2 separate regions of the Callithrix jacchus genome follow, and region 2 is linked to region 1. A link is a contact called in public Hi-C data. All regions are on one chromosome and are shown on one strand. Each heading gives the region's core, a stretch centred on a gene start, on an enhancer-like site or on the middle of the called end of the contact. The rest is flanking DNA. Distances are from core to core; before and after follow the strand shown.

The links. A called contact is a pair of places that touch in the nucleus more often than the background predicts.
Region 2: a Hi-C map of skeletal muscle shows a contact between it and region 1, with 9 times the contacts expected there. The contact joins the promoter of SH3RF3 here to the enhancer-like site in region 1. A contact is called at or near these places in 2 of 3 Hi-C or Micro-C datasets (both in skeletal muscle).

The regions. Positions count from the first base shown.
Region 1 is chr14:19,730,984-19,737,866 of calJac240_pri, reverse strand. It overlaps SH3RF3 (SH3 domain containing ring finger 3), which reads left to right. Exons shown (of 9, transcript XM_054244686.2): 4 at 6,377-6,730. Among named protein-coding and RNA genes, the nearest start is that of SH3RF3, 260 kb to the left of the region's middle. Within about 2 kb of position 1,641, at least 2 of the 16 cell types and tissues checked have an H3K27ac peak or open chromatin away from gene starts, as enhancers often do. A contact at or near this core is called in skeletal muscle, where this site is marked.
Region 2 is chr14:19,988,825-19,995,759 of calJac240_pri, reverse strand. SH3RF3 (SH3 domain containing ring finger 3) reads left to right here and starts at 2,354. Exons shown (of 9, transcript XM_054244686.2): 1 at 2,354-4,202. The coding sequence starts at 3,639. It also overlaps the pseudogene LOC144579235.

The DNA.
Region 1 (6,883 bases), core at 392-2,891:
TGTCCTGTGTGAGAATTTGCCTGACCTACTTTTCATGTCATCTTTAACCTCCCAAAAAAAGGTCTGAGTTTTAAAAAAATTGAAACAGGGTCTTGCTCTGTCACCCATGCTGAAGTATAGTGGCATGACCTCTCAGGCTCAAGTGATCCTCCCAACTCAACCTCCTGAGTAGCCAGGACTGCAGGTGCACACCACCACGCCCAGCTAATTTGTGTTTATATTTTATAGAGACAGGGTCTCATTAGTTGCCCAGGCTGGTCTTGAACTCCTGGTCTCAAGCAACCTATCCGCCTTGGCCTCCCAAAGTGCTGAAATGAACCACAAACATGAACCACTGAACCCAGCCCAAAAATGCCTGATTTTTAAAGACCCACATGTGGTCTTTAAAAATCTCTAAAATGACCCCAACCCATTCCAGTAGTCATGGGCATAGGTATACCTCAGTGAATGTATTCATTATTTTACCTCAAGATATAGCAAGAGGGGAAGGGCCTTCCCATGTTCCACAGAGACTAGGTGATGGCAGCAGAATTCAATGAGACATCTCAGAAGAGGGGTGAGCAGCGGCCATGGTGCTGCTCGTTCACTGTGTGACTTGGAACGAGTCACTTAACCTCTCTGAGCCTCAGTTTCCTCATCTGTAAAATGGCCACATTGCCGTCACCTCAGATAGTTGATATGAGGGTCAGATGGGCATGTGTGGGGATGAAGATAAAGTTGGGCGTGCCAGGCCAGGGGTGGTCACCAGATCCCTTCCTTCTTACTGGCTTAGTCACTGACCAAAAGTCCCCAGTTTGGGGAGCCTTTCTCCTTAAAGGCTCTGGGAATGTTCCACAAACAACCCTTCAGAATGAGGGGTGCCTATGAGGAGGGCGAATCAGTGGTAAAAAGAATCCTTCCCTCTCCATGCTTAGTCTCCTAAAGAATGACATGTTTTACATCCGGCAAGTGCTGATCGAAGCCCAGCCCAGCCATCTTGCCTGCCCATCTCAGCGAGGGGAAGCTCCCAAGATGTCTCCCAGTGAAAGCTTCTGGCCTTTCTTCATCTGCTCCTGAGTTTGTGAAGCTCTAAGGAGTAACAGGCCAACGGCCAGCTGTGGTGGCCTCTGCCACACTCAGCAACGAGGGTGGAAGCTGCAGAGGAAGGCAGATGCCCCACAGGAGTCTCTGGAACACGCGAGTCTGGTCCTTGGAGGGTTCCCAGGGAGGTGCTGCTGTTGGGAAGCTGAGCTTGCAAGTAGTGTTCCAGAGCTTGCTACCACAGTGGGGTCTGCCAAGAGCAGCAGCGTCTTCTCTCGGGAGCTGGCAGAAATGCAGAAACTTGGCACCAGTCCATACCTGTTGAGCCGGAGTTGGCCTCTGTGAAGGAGCCCTAGGTCGTTCAGTACAGACTGAAATAGAAACTCTTTGATAGCAAGTTTTTTACAGAGCCCAGGACATGGTAGGTCCTCAGTCCATTTTTGTTTTCTGAATGGTGCTTCTGTGAAGTCATGGGTCGCCTTCTTGTTAAACTGTGAGTGCTTGCCCTCCTGCTTGCTCCTTCAGCTTCCTGGATTTCCACCAAAATATGGATTTAGGGACCCATTCCCTCCTTCAGATCACACTCCCAAAGCTCATGGCTTGGTACTGAGGTTGCTCTATCTCCACTCTGGGTCAGGGCCGGGACCCAAGGGGCACAGCTCCTTTGTGCTGTTTTTCTTGTGAAGCTGGGAACCTCCCACACCACTGCTCTTCCTTTCGTGTTACAGCTGCTGTCCTCTCTCGTGACTGGCTTGCCAATCCTTAAAAAAAAAAATCCTCCTGACATTCAGTTTAAAGTCGCATCAATCAGACCCAGGGATTTGGGGTAACTGTACTCTGGCACCATCCTGGACCCAGCACTGAAACCCCCGGGCTGGTCCCACTTCCCCAGCAGAGACAGGAGACTCGTGGCTCCAGGAACTGTGGGGAGACAGCCTTCTCTATTCAACCCAGCCCCACCCTTGGACGCAGCCACAAGGCTATGGTGTGCTCTAAACCAAGAGCCCATACATAGAACTGTTTAAAGGATGGATGGAAGAAACTCTTCAGTTCTTCTTACCTTTCTAGACAATTCTGTGGTTGGAAAGAGGTTGTGGAAGAAAATCACATCTAGCCTAAGAAAGCTGGGGAGACAAAGCATTGGGAGGGGCTTTACTGAGCCAGGAGGCAGCCACTCGAGGTCACAGAGGCCATAGAGTGGTGAGCAAGGTCCCCTGTTGGGTGGTGAGCCCTGGCCCAACGTTTATTGTCCCATGGACAAGACTGCACTGCCCGCTTGAGGTAATTCCCCACCCCATCCAGTTCCATGTTCCCAGGAGCATCAGGCTAGGGGGTGGCCCCTGCAGAGGGGCCCCAGAACAGGGCAGACCCTGGGATGGGCACACACCTCCCCAGGTACCAGGAGCAGTCCTCATGATGAATAAAGTCACCAAGACATTTAAAATATTGATGCTATCATTTTGTTTTCATTTTGTGTGGAAGTTGAAAATGTGTTCTCTTTGCATTAAAAAAAATGGGAAAAGTTTAATTATTGAGTGCATTGGTTATGTGTGTGCACATCCAAATAGGAGGGGAACATCCACCTGATAAACAAACAAGGTGACCCCACACGCCAATGGAGCCAGTGGAGTCCTTTTCTTTCTAGATGGCACCTCGATAGGAGGGGGTGCATCCTCAGGCTGAATCCACATGGGAGGCCAGAGCCATCTGGTTTCTCTGCAGCATGGAAGCCTGTGCGTGAGATGAGTCTGCACCGAACATGGGCCCACAAGGATGTGTGCAGCCAGTGAGGGGCCTTCTGATTGGGATGGCACCAGTGCCAGATCCAGGCCCCGCTTTGTGATGTGACTAATTGGAGCTTGATGGGAAGACAATGACAATTTCCCCAGATGGTGAGTTTTGCCCCAGGATCAAGTCACAGATCTGTAACAGTACCTCAGACTCTGTGGGCCGAAGTGTGCACTACTTGCACTCCTGTGTGAGTCTGGCAAGCCCAGTCCCCAGCGGTGGGTGGAAAATGACCCCTCAGTCTCAGGTGTGTAGAGATGCATCTGCGTATTGAGGGATAGTCCTCTGGGATAGTCCACTTTGGACTTTCGGAATGAAGACTGCACAAGGCAAAGCCCCTTGGCGCAGAAGCAGAGACGAGTCAACAGGATACAGCCTAACTGCTCCTCTTCCCAGGAGGCCCCTCAGCAGCGGCTTGCCTTCCTGCCTGGCTGGGGCAGGGATGCTGGGGACATGGAAGCTTTGGATGAAGCATTGAGGACTTTCGTCTTAGAGGCAGGAGCTCTTACTTCTCCCGCTGTCTCTTGAAGCTGCCTGTCTTGGTGGAAGCTTTTTGCCTTCACTTTCAGCACCTGCCTTGGGCTGGGGTTGCTAAGGCATGAGGGACGCATGCTGCCTTTCCACCCTCACTCTCCACCGTGAAAGGGGTGCAGTGAAGTCAGTTGTGAGCAGCCTCTCAGGGACATGTGCTGGTGGCTGCACAGTGCTCAGTGACCCGTGGCACTGCTGAGGGGCCAGGCACCATGCTCCTGGCTGCATGGCCCCTGATGGAAATAGGGAGCCTGGAAATCCACGCTGACATTTAGATCAGGGCCCCATCTCTTCTGGACGTGCATACAACAACCTGTTGGTGCTTGGATTTCCTGATTTTGAAAATGGAGTTTTCAGTACCAACTCAACAGAGTCCCAGGGAGACTAAGTGAAACACTCCAGGTCTGTTCCTTTGGGGAGAAGGGAATCATTTGAGCCCAGCCTCCAGCATTATTTGTGCCATGATTGCTGTGTAATGATGTCCCAAGTGCAGGTGCATGGCAGGTGTGTTTAGAAAGTGCTCCGATGCCAGTGGGTGAGATGGATGGAGGACCGTGCTCACTGTGTGCTGCTGCTCTTTCTCTAGACCCTGTGAAGCAGGCAGAGAACACTGGGGTCCAGGAAGTCGGTCCCCAGGTATTTGGAGAGCCCGATGGAGGGCTGTGGGAGGGAATAGGCCCTGGTTTGTTCTCTGAGTAGCACTTAGGAGGAAACAAGTGAATACAGCCATAAAATAGAGCAAAACAGCTGAGCCTGGTTGGAGGAAGCATTTCAAAGGAAATGATCCTGGATTTAGATCACACATGTTGGAGCCCAGAGTGAGGTTTTTCATAACCTCCCTCTAAAAGGCAGGTATTTATAGTGGAAATGCTGACAGCCATGGGCCTGGGCGGAGTTGAAGGCTGCTGAAGGCAGCTGGAACCTGCAGCCACCCTACTCTTGCGATCTGCTTGTTCTGCCCAGAGCAGCCCTGTGATGAAGCAACCCTTTCTAATGCCACTTAAACTCAGCAGGGCTTCTGGGTTTTTTGGTTTTGTTTTTTTAACTCATCAAGGCGCTACCAGCTGTAAATGCTAGCTCTGTAGCTGAGTGAGACCTGGTGTTTCCCTTCACCCATTCACAGCATTCAAGGGAATCTCCTAGACTAGGCTGTGTCAGACTCGACTCCTGGTGGGTGTGGGGGATGAGCCCTTCCTGGCACCTGCTGGCCTCTCGTGCAAGGGCTTAGCCTGTATCTTATATGCCAAGTGTACACCGTGGCTGAGGCTCTGCCCCCTCCCCCGCCATAGCCCGCACTTCCACAGTGACTCATATGGACCTTCACTTGCCTGCTGTGGTCTTCCCACTTTTGTGGATTTCACTGACTCACTGCCTCTCTCCTCTTCCCTTCTGAATCCTGTAAGTCCTTACCAACCACTGCTGAGTTCCGTTTTTCCTGTGAAGGCTTCGAACTGCCCCCCAGTGGCCTGCCTGCAGTTTCTGGAAGGACCTTCTGCCCCTGGCCTAGGTGCCACTGTGGTGCCCTACAGCACCCAGTCGTGCTTTGCAGAGACTTTGTGGGCCCCAAACCCAAAACAGTACCCTGGCAGACAGAATGTGCCAGCTCTGCACGCAGCCACCCCACCTTGCTCAGTTTCTGCTTGGTGAGAAAACTCAGAGATGGCTCCCACTTCCTCCTGCCCTGAACTCTGTGCTTCTCCAGGGAGGTCTGCCCAGAGGGCAGCTGGCATTTACTCAGTTTCTTCTGCTACTTCTGAAAAGGGGAGGGAGAAAGAGTGGAAGCTCACAGGCATTTACCCAGCCTGATGGCATTTGCTTAACCTAGCTTGTAGCAATCCTCCCATGCTGATTCTGGCATCATATTTTCTTCCTAGCCATCTCTATGTACACAGTAAAGAGTTCCCTCTGCTTTATTCTTTCAAATCACTGCCAGTTCCCCCTATAGATATGCATATAGGCTAAGCCAAGTACAGCCTAAGAAGGAAGGGGCTCCACTGGGCACCTGAGTGGGAAACTTCCTCCAGGTATAGGGTCAGGGGACACTGTCACTCACAGATGGTGAATTGACCTAACCTCTTCCCCGCCAGACCCCACAACAGCCCAGGGAGCCTCTTCTCACAGCTGGTACATCCCCAGACTGCGTAATTCACAGACCTTGCTCCAGTGGGTGTGCCCAGGCTACCCCTCCCAGCCCCTCCAGGCAATGCTACAGCCCTGAGAAGAAGGATGTGGCTTAGCCGGCCAGGAGGGTTTATTCCCTGGTTGCTCATGGATTTGAACCTTCATGCCACCTTTCCTGATAAGCACCACCCAGGATCAGACTTTCGTCAAATTCTTCCCTGCAAAAAATAGCTGCTATTTTGTAGAACAGGCGGGAGATGTGGGAAAGAGTCGTGTCCTGAGACCTCGCTGAATCACTCAAGATGACAGATTATTGACACCTCCTGGGACACACTCAGGCCAGCTTCTGGGGCTTGACAACCTGAGTGGAGGCAGTTACTGAAAAGAGCTTCCATGGTTCATGCTGACCAGAGCAGACTCCCCTGCCACAGCTGGTCACCAAACATTAGAAAGTGCATTCCGGTCACACGCCTCAAAATCTCCGAAGACCCACAGTGCTCAAGGCAGGCTGGGAACCTGCTGTTGTGGAGCCTGCAGGGCCAGCCCACATCCTCTGATGCGGGGCTTCCTTCCCCTCTTGCCTCTGGTCCCTCACTGTCTGCAGGGCTGCACCTTGCTCCCCAGAAATGGCCAGCAGTTGAAAGATTGGGGTGACAAGGTAGTGGCCCTCGGAAAATTCTCTCCTCTCTATGAGCGTCCACCCTCCGTCATGGCTCCTGGGGTTTTTGAGCTGCCCAGAAAGCTTTTCAATAAAACCTATGCTGCCCACCAGCCTCTGCTGTGTTTTTCCTGCAGTCTGACCGATTTGAGCACGTTGCCAGTTTGTGAATGGGAATGTGGCCTGGAGAGTGCAGAGGGCTGGTGTGCCGTGTGACCATGATTTCATGAAGCCTCCCCTCTCCCCTTTCTCACTCAGCTCAACGACTCCGCCAAGCAGCTCATTGAGATGGACAAGCCGTGCCCTGCTGCTGCGTCTGGCTGCAATGCCTCCCTGCCCTCTGACTCTGGCGCTGTAGCCAGCATGGCCCCAAGTCCCACTTTAAACAGTGCAGGGGCGGTCAGTGCCTTTCAGCGGCGTGTGGATGGCAAGAAGAACACCAAGAAACGCCACTCCTTCACCGCGCTCAGTGTGACGCACAGATCCTCCCAGGCTGCTAGCCACAGGCATTCCATGGAAATTAGCGCTCCGGTGTTGATCAGCTCCAGTGATCCACGAGCCGCGGCCAGGATTGGAGACGTTGCTCATCTGTCATGCACTGCTCCCACCCAGGTAACATCCTGTGGGCCAGGGCAGGCATCCCTGGGTTCTCTGGGTTCTATCCTCAGCTCCGTGTTCAGTGGTCCCAGTTCCTCAGCTAGCATGGAGGCCACCCCAGAACTTCCCTTTGGGGTTGAGCAGGGTTTGTCCCTTGCTGCTTTGTAT
Region 2 (6,935 bases), core at 1,105-3,604, 260 kb before region 1:
TTTAGTTCATACCCTTAAATTCCCTCACGCTATAGCATAGTATACTTGGCTACTTCAACCAGAAATTGCAAACTGATGGTCTGTGGGCCAATTTGACCACACATGTATTTTGTTTGGCTAATATGGTGGTGTTTGAGAACTGAATCTGTTGCCAACTGTTGAACATCAGGAGATGTCATGTAAAAAGCAGCACTTCCAACTTCTCTTGAAAGGTACGAAGATCTGGCAACATTTGGTTGTCAGTCCTCCAGGACTGGATCTGGGCAGCAGCCACTTCCTCTGAAAGGTGCAGATGAAGCTTGCTACAGTCCCCACCAGGCCCTATTACCTTGGCCTCAACCTGTTTCATTAATTTCATGCCCTGCCCAGTCACTGTGGACATCTGGGTAGACAGTCTGTGTGTCCTGTGGGTGCTGGTTGTGGCAGGGGCAAAAGGGGTAAAGTGGAGGCAGAAGAAAGCTGGGAAAGCAGGGCTTCAGTGGCCCTATCTTGCTCTTGTCTGTCTTGGGTTGTGCAAGATAAAGATATGTTGAGGGCCGAGATGTCATGGTGAGCTTCTAGCATGGGCATCTGTTGTTCTGACTGCCCAGCATAGCAAGTCTTCTGGAAACTCTCACTTCTACTGTGTGACTGCACAGGGTGCTGCCAGGTTTCAGATGATCCTGCTCCTGTGGCAAAGGCACACGGGTCCAAAGAGGGACCACTGGTCCATGCTAGTGATAGAGTTTTAGAACTTCTAGAAGTGGCTGATGCTGTTGGAAGAAAGACTCATGGAGTTTTGACCACGTTTTCTGTCATGTGGGTTGGGAAGCAGAGGCAGCTGGTGCAAGAGAGGGAGGGGTCGAGTCAACAACTAGAGACATGGACAGCAAGACACACTGCGGGCACTATCTGTGTTAATCTGGCCTAGCTCTTAGCCTGGGATTCTATGGGATGCCTCTTATTCTTGGTGTATATTCTGCTCCCTTTAAAATCTACCAGGAGTTGGTTTCTGTTGCTTGCAACCAGAAGCACCAGTCCTCGCTCTTTGTGAGCCCTCCCAGTGCCTAACGGGTCCCCTTTTTATGCTCCCCCTTGCATCCTGTGTCTACCATCTGCTCTTGGATCAAGCATCCTTGTTCCTGAGCAAGGGTAAGAGTGAAAGGTGGCTCATGTGAATATGCTTCCATGCACTGTGAGGTGCACACCCTTCCTTCAGCCCTCAAGGGAAGCCAGGCAGCTCTGGGATGGCTTCCATCTCACCCTGTTCTTAGCGCTGATATAAATCATACAGATGGAAATCCACACTGCTGAGAGATATCTGGGTTAGGAAAGCCACCTGCTGCTATCAGGGACAACGTTTCCAGTACTAGCATCCTGATAGAAGCACAGAATATGTGGAATTGAGATACTAAGATCTGCACTCAAATCACTAGTAGGTGAAGAGAGAGAGACAGCCTTTCATTCATTCTACAAATATTTATTGAGCACCTACTATATGTCAGGCACTGTCCTAGGCACTAAGGATATTACAGTGGAAAAGATCTGTAGCTTACAGAGAGCTTACATTCTAATGGCATGTAAATTTTATGTGTTAAGTTCTGGGGATACAAAAATGAAAATTCAGCCCCAATGGCTTTACAAGTATGGGTATCACTTTCCTCATTTGTAAAATGAGTTTAAAATAATTATCACAGGCCGGGCATGGTGGCTGACACCTGTACTCCCAGCACTTTGTGAAGATGAGGGTGGAGGATCGTTTGAGCTCAGGAATTTGAGACTAGCCTAGGCAACATAAGGAGACTCTGTCTCTACAAAGAATTTAATTAAAAAAAAAAAAAATAGCCAGGTGTGGTGGCACGACTCTAGTTCCAACTATTCAGGAGGCTGAGGTGGGATGATGGCTTGAGCCTAAGAGTTCAAGGTTGCAGTGAGCCGTGATCGCACCCTGAACGAGATCATGTCTAAAACTATGTAAGTAAATACAAATAAAATAATTATCTCACAGAGCTGTTCAGAGGATTAAGTAATACATAGCAGGCTCTTGGCCTTTAAACCTCAACAAATACTACTTTTCCCTAAATAATAATAAAAAGATCATACAACTTCACAAAAAACAGAGACAGGCTGGCCGGTAGGCGAGCCCTCCACGTCTCTTGTGACATTAGCCCTGGCAGGACCGGCGGTGCAGTGTCCAGCCAGTCCTGGTTTGTGCGGAGCCGCGGACGGGAATCCAGCCGGTCCCGGCGGGAACGCAAAGTGGCCACGAGGGGGCAGCGCACGGCAGGGAATATTCGCCGCCGACCCCAGCCCACAGCCAAACTTCCCTGCTGCTCCCGGTCCGCCTGTACGTATTTCCGTTGCTCTGACGCTCCTAGAAGCCGGGGCGTCGGGAAGGAGAGCGCGAATTCCCCCTTCTCTGCGCCTCCGGAGGAAAAAAAAAAATCGGAGCGGGGTTCACGAGACTGCGCCGCAGCGGGCGCTGGAGCCCCTCACACTGCGCCGCCAAGGGTGCGGCGCGGAGCCTGGAGCCCCGCGCCAGGGTGCTGGTAGGCGGTCGGCGGCGCCTGCCTCTGACTCGCGACTCCGGAGAGCCAAGGTTGCCGCCGGGAGGAGTCGGCGCCGGCCCCGAGGTACCCTCTTCAACCTGAGCGCCTTCCCTTCCTGCCTTGCGGGGCATCCTCACACCCACACCCGAACGAAGCTCTGGGGCTGTCACTTCTGCGTGCCGCTCGGAAAGGAGTCTGAACTGGGAGCGCTCTGGGGAGTCGTCGGGGAGGATGCCCAGGCGTCGGCGGTGTTCCCAAGCTGCTCGCCGGCGCTGGTGAGGAAGGCAGTCGGGATAACGCCGCCCAAACTTTCCTTCGCAACAGCCTTGACAGGAAACGTTCCTATCCGAGGCTCACGAAAAGCCGAAAAAGCCTCCGGCGCCTGGAGGAGGCAGGGCCAAGCCTGCGCAGGAGGGGTTCCCCGGAGCCCTGACGATGTCGTAGGGGACAAGGCCAATCGCCGGCGTGCGCCCAGGCGAAGGGAGGTCCCGCGGGCGCGGCGCGTCCTTTCCTGCGCCCTGCAGTGACTGAGACCTCCGCGCGCACCCCCGCGCACGTGCTCGCGGCCGAGGAAGAGGAAGGGTCCTGCTGAACCCCAGGCAGGACAGCGACTCGCGAGCAGGCCAGGGGCGCATGGAGGTGTCGCGGGGGCTGTGCGGCTCGCCAGCTGCGCGGGGGAGCGCGCACGCCGCGCCCCGGCCTCCGCGGGGACCTGGCCGGCCGCTGCTCGCACTTCCTGCCGCGGATCTCCCAGCCGCGAGCCGCCGCTTGCAGCACAGAGCTGGTTGAGCTTCGTGCCCGGCAGTATCCCCCGCCCCCGGCGCGAGGCTGGAGCGCGGCGGGACAGGTGTAGCAGACGCTGCGCTCAGGACTGGGCGGGCTCGGCTCGCCGGGAGTTGGCTTGCCGCGCGCGGAACTCGAGTCCCTGCCACGCAGGCCGGTGGGCGCGCCACTTCGCACCGCCACAGCCCTAGCCTCGGGCCACCATCCAGGGTGAAAAAGTCACGGCAAAGCCCGGCTCCCGGGTCCTGATGCCGGCTGCCGGTGGCGGGATCCACGCCGACCCCAGGACCTAGGCAGCCGCGCGAGACCGCTGCCGGCGCCTCCCCCATGCTGCTCGGAGCGTCCTGGCTGTGCGCGTCCAAGGCGGCCGCCGCTGCTGCGCAGAGCGAAGGCGACGAGGACAGGCCAGGCGAGCGGCGGCGGCGGCAGGCGGCGGCCACGGCCGCGGGGGCGGGCGAGGACATGGACGAGTCGTCGCTGCTGGACCTGCTGGAGTGCTCCGTGTGCCTGGAGCGCCTGGACACCACTGCCAAGGTGCTGCCGTGCCAGCACACTTTCTGCCGCCGCTGCCTGGAGAGCATCGTGTGTTCGCGCCACGAGCTGCGCTGCCCTGAGTGCCGCATCCTGGTGGGCTGCGGCGTGGACGAGCTGCCGGCCAACATCCTCCTGGTGCGCCTGCTGGACGGCATCCGTCAGCGGCCCCGCGCGGGCACAAGCCCCGGCGGCAGCCCACCCGCGCGGCCGGTCCCCGGCCAGAGTGCGGCCCCCACGCTCGCGGGCGGCGCGGCAGGCAGCGCCCCGGGTTCCCCTGTTTTCCTCTCCGCCGCCGCGGGCAGCGCCACTGGCAGTCTGCGGGAGCTGGTGACCAGCAGGAGCGCGCCGGTGGCAAAGGTGGGTATCTGTCTCCGCGGAAGTGACCCCCATGCGTGGGAGTGTGTGGGTGAGTGCTTGGGCGTGGGAGGCAACCATGAGGTGGGGAGGAGACCAGGGGTGGCCCAGCGTTGAGACACTCCGCTCTACGAGCAACTTCGCTTGCTCTGTGGCGGCATCTGGTCCTTCGCTTGTTCACGTGTGTCCCATCCTCCCGCAGGGTGGGCACGCGTTTCTGTCCCGCCGCTCACCCTCTGTTCCTTGGCCGGACCTGTTACCCTGCCTCTGAAACTTAGCATCGCCCTTGCATCTCTCTAGAAATCTGGTGGAGGGGCTTCCTCTGGATCCCCAGATGCTCTCTCTGCACACCCTGGGCCTGCCTGGAGAAAAGTTAGGCTTCACGTTTCTGACAGGACTCTGATGTCTGCACTGCGAAGCCGGCGGACCTCCTGCCTGTGCGTCTGGCTGAGGAGGGGCGGGCAGAAGGCAGAGTGGGACTGGGGTTTGGAAGAATGCTGATCACAAACTCCTTATAGTAGTCTGGAAGGAGTTAACCTGGAGACCCCAGGAGCCTTTTGACCCAGCCCGTTTTGGACTTGGCAGTGTCTGCCCAGAAGCCAAGGTCTTCTGGGCTCCCAGGCAGAGTTGTGTTCCCACGTGGGTCGTTACTTATTTTTATTATTATTCTTTCTGGTACAGCCTCATTGTAGGGCCTTAACTGCTTCTGTTTTAGGCGAAAGACCTTGTCTGGACGGCTTCAGTGATTTGGTTTCAAAAGCTTCTTGCAGCCTGTCATAACATACCCTCGACACCTTGGGAGAGGGTAGCCCATGGGATGCTGGTTTAAATGAGAAAAAAAAGGATCCGGGTTTTGTTTATTTATTTAAGTGGAGAGAAGTACTTAAATGTTACAAAATATGTTGTCTATCTGTTGGGATAATCATTTGCTTTAGAAACACAATTTTATTCCTCTACTTTTGACCGTTTAAAAGGTTGGTGGTGCCTAGTGCTTCCACTATGTATGATCTTGAAATGCTGGTGAAATTCTAGCACCTGGTTTAGGCAGTCTGCAAATCTCTAAGGTTAAGGTTAGAAACTTAAACCCTTGGATGCTGAGCTTGAGTTAAATGCCATGTTTTGCTGCAATGGATTTTTTTCCCCATGGATCAAGAAGAATGGACAGTTAAGGATAGTCACCCTGGGTCACTTGGGGTTGCTGCTGAAGGGGAATTTTTTTTATCTTTAGTTTTAGTTGTGATGAAATCCAGCTAAATGCTTGCGTTAAAAATTTTCAAACTTTTCCTTCTTGGCCTTGCTGTTTTTGATTTAAGGTATTATAATTAAATATCTTTGTTTGCAGAGTAAGCGGGTTACCTTCTTCTTTTCTGATAATTGTATGATATTTGGAGCCCTGCTTCTGGTAAAAGGCCATTTGTTTATAGATGTCCTCCCAGTTTATCTTGGGGGACTTGTGTTTTACCAGGAGGTTAGGAGGTAACCTCTGCAGTGTGACAGGCTAAAGCTTTGACGCCACTCTGGAAATTCTGTAACATTTGTAGTACCTTTTAGAACTTGTCAAAGGGGTTGAAGCTTGGAACTTCCAGTCGTGACACTTAGTAGTAGCAGGAAATTGATGTTTTACTCGCCAGATTTTGAGACCCTTGGTTGACTTCCTCTATGGGTGCATAGTCATGTTCATGACTTTTTATGCTTTCTGGTTGTTGCTGCATCTTGTTTAACAGATGAGCACTTATTTAACTAATAACCAGGAGTTCTGTATGTTGTATTAACACTAAACTACCGCTATACTACCTTGCTGGGATGATAGCATTAAGTCCAACACATGCTTCCAGGGTGGGGAAGGATTGTAATAGACTATGAGGCATTGAGCAACCCTATACACTTGACTGACAAAGATCTCAGCTGAAAATTACTTTTGGTACTTTACTGTCCATTGGAATTGCTTGACTCCTCCCAGCAAACTTGAATGCTGGATATTTCTGCATGTTATTTAATAGAGGGGCATTTATTTAACTAATACCATATATGCCATAATAGCAGGTAACCATAAATATTATAGTCGCGTCATTTCCCAATTAGAAGCTCCTCACATCTTCTTTTGGGCCAATTAGGATATGTATACTCTTTAGGTATGTAGGTAAGTATATGCGTAGCTTGTTTGTTTTATTAATTTTGTTACAGTTAGACATTGTGACAGCATTATTTTTAAAAAATGTTTAAATTTCTATTTGGTATCACCGGCAGTGAATGAAACAGTGTTTTCCCTAACTCTTTACCTGCGTATTTTTCATCAGTTTTGGTGAATCAGGTACTTGGAGTCCCCTGACCTGGTAAGCAGAACCTCTCAGCTCTGCTTTCACCTGAGCCATTTGAGATAAAGTGCTTTTTTGGAGTCAGTTAAGGATGCTGCCCCTGGAAATCTTATACCCAGTGACAAGTACCCATACCCTAAGATCAGGACTGTTGGTCTTTTTATTTGCCTGTTGGCAAATATTATATGTGTGTTGCTTCTTAAAGTATGTTCATATGTGTTACTTCTGAAAGTGATCTTTAAAAAGTCCTATTTTAATGGTATTATCCAACCCTTGCAATTGCTAATGTATGCTAAATTTTTCAGGCTAAATTGTTTGTTTATTGTTTTGTTTTCACAATTTTGCAAGAAAATCCCTTTAATGTCCCAAGCTAGCATCAATCAAATTGATTCAGTGCAGTGAGAATCTTGCTGAAAGGGTT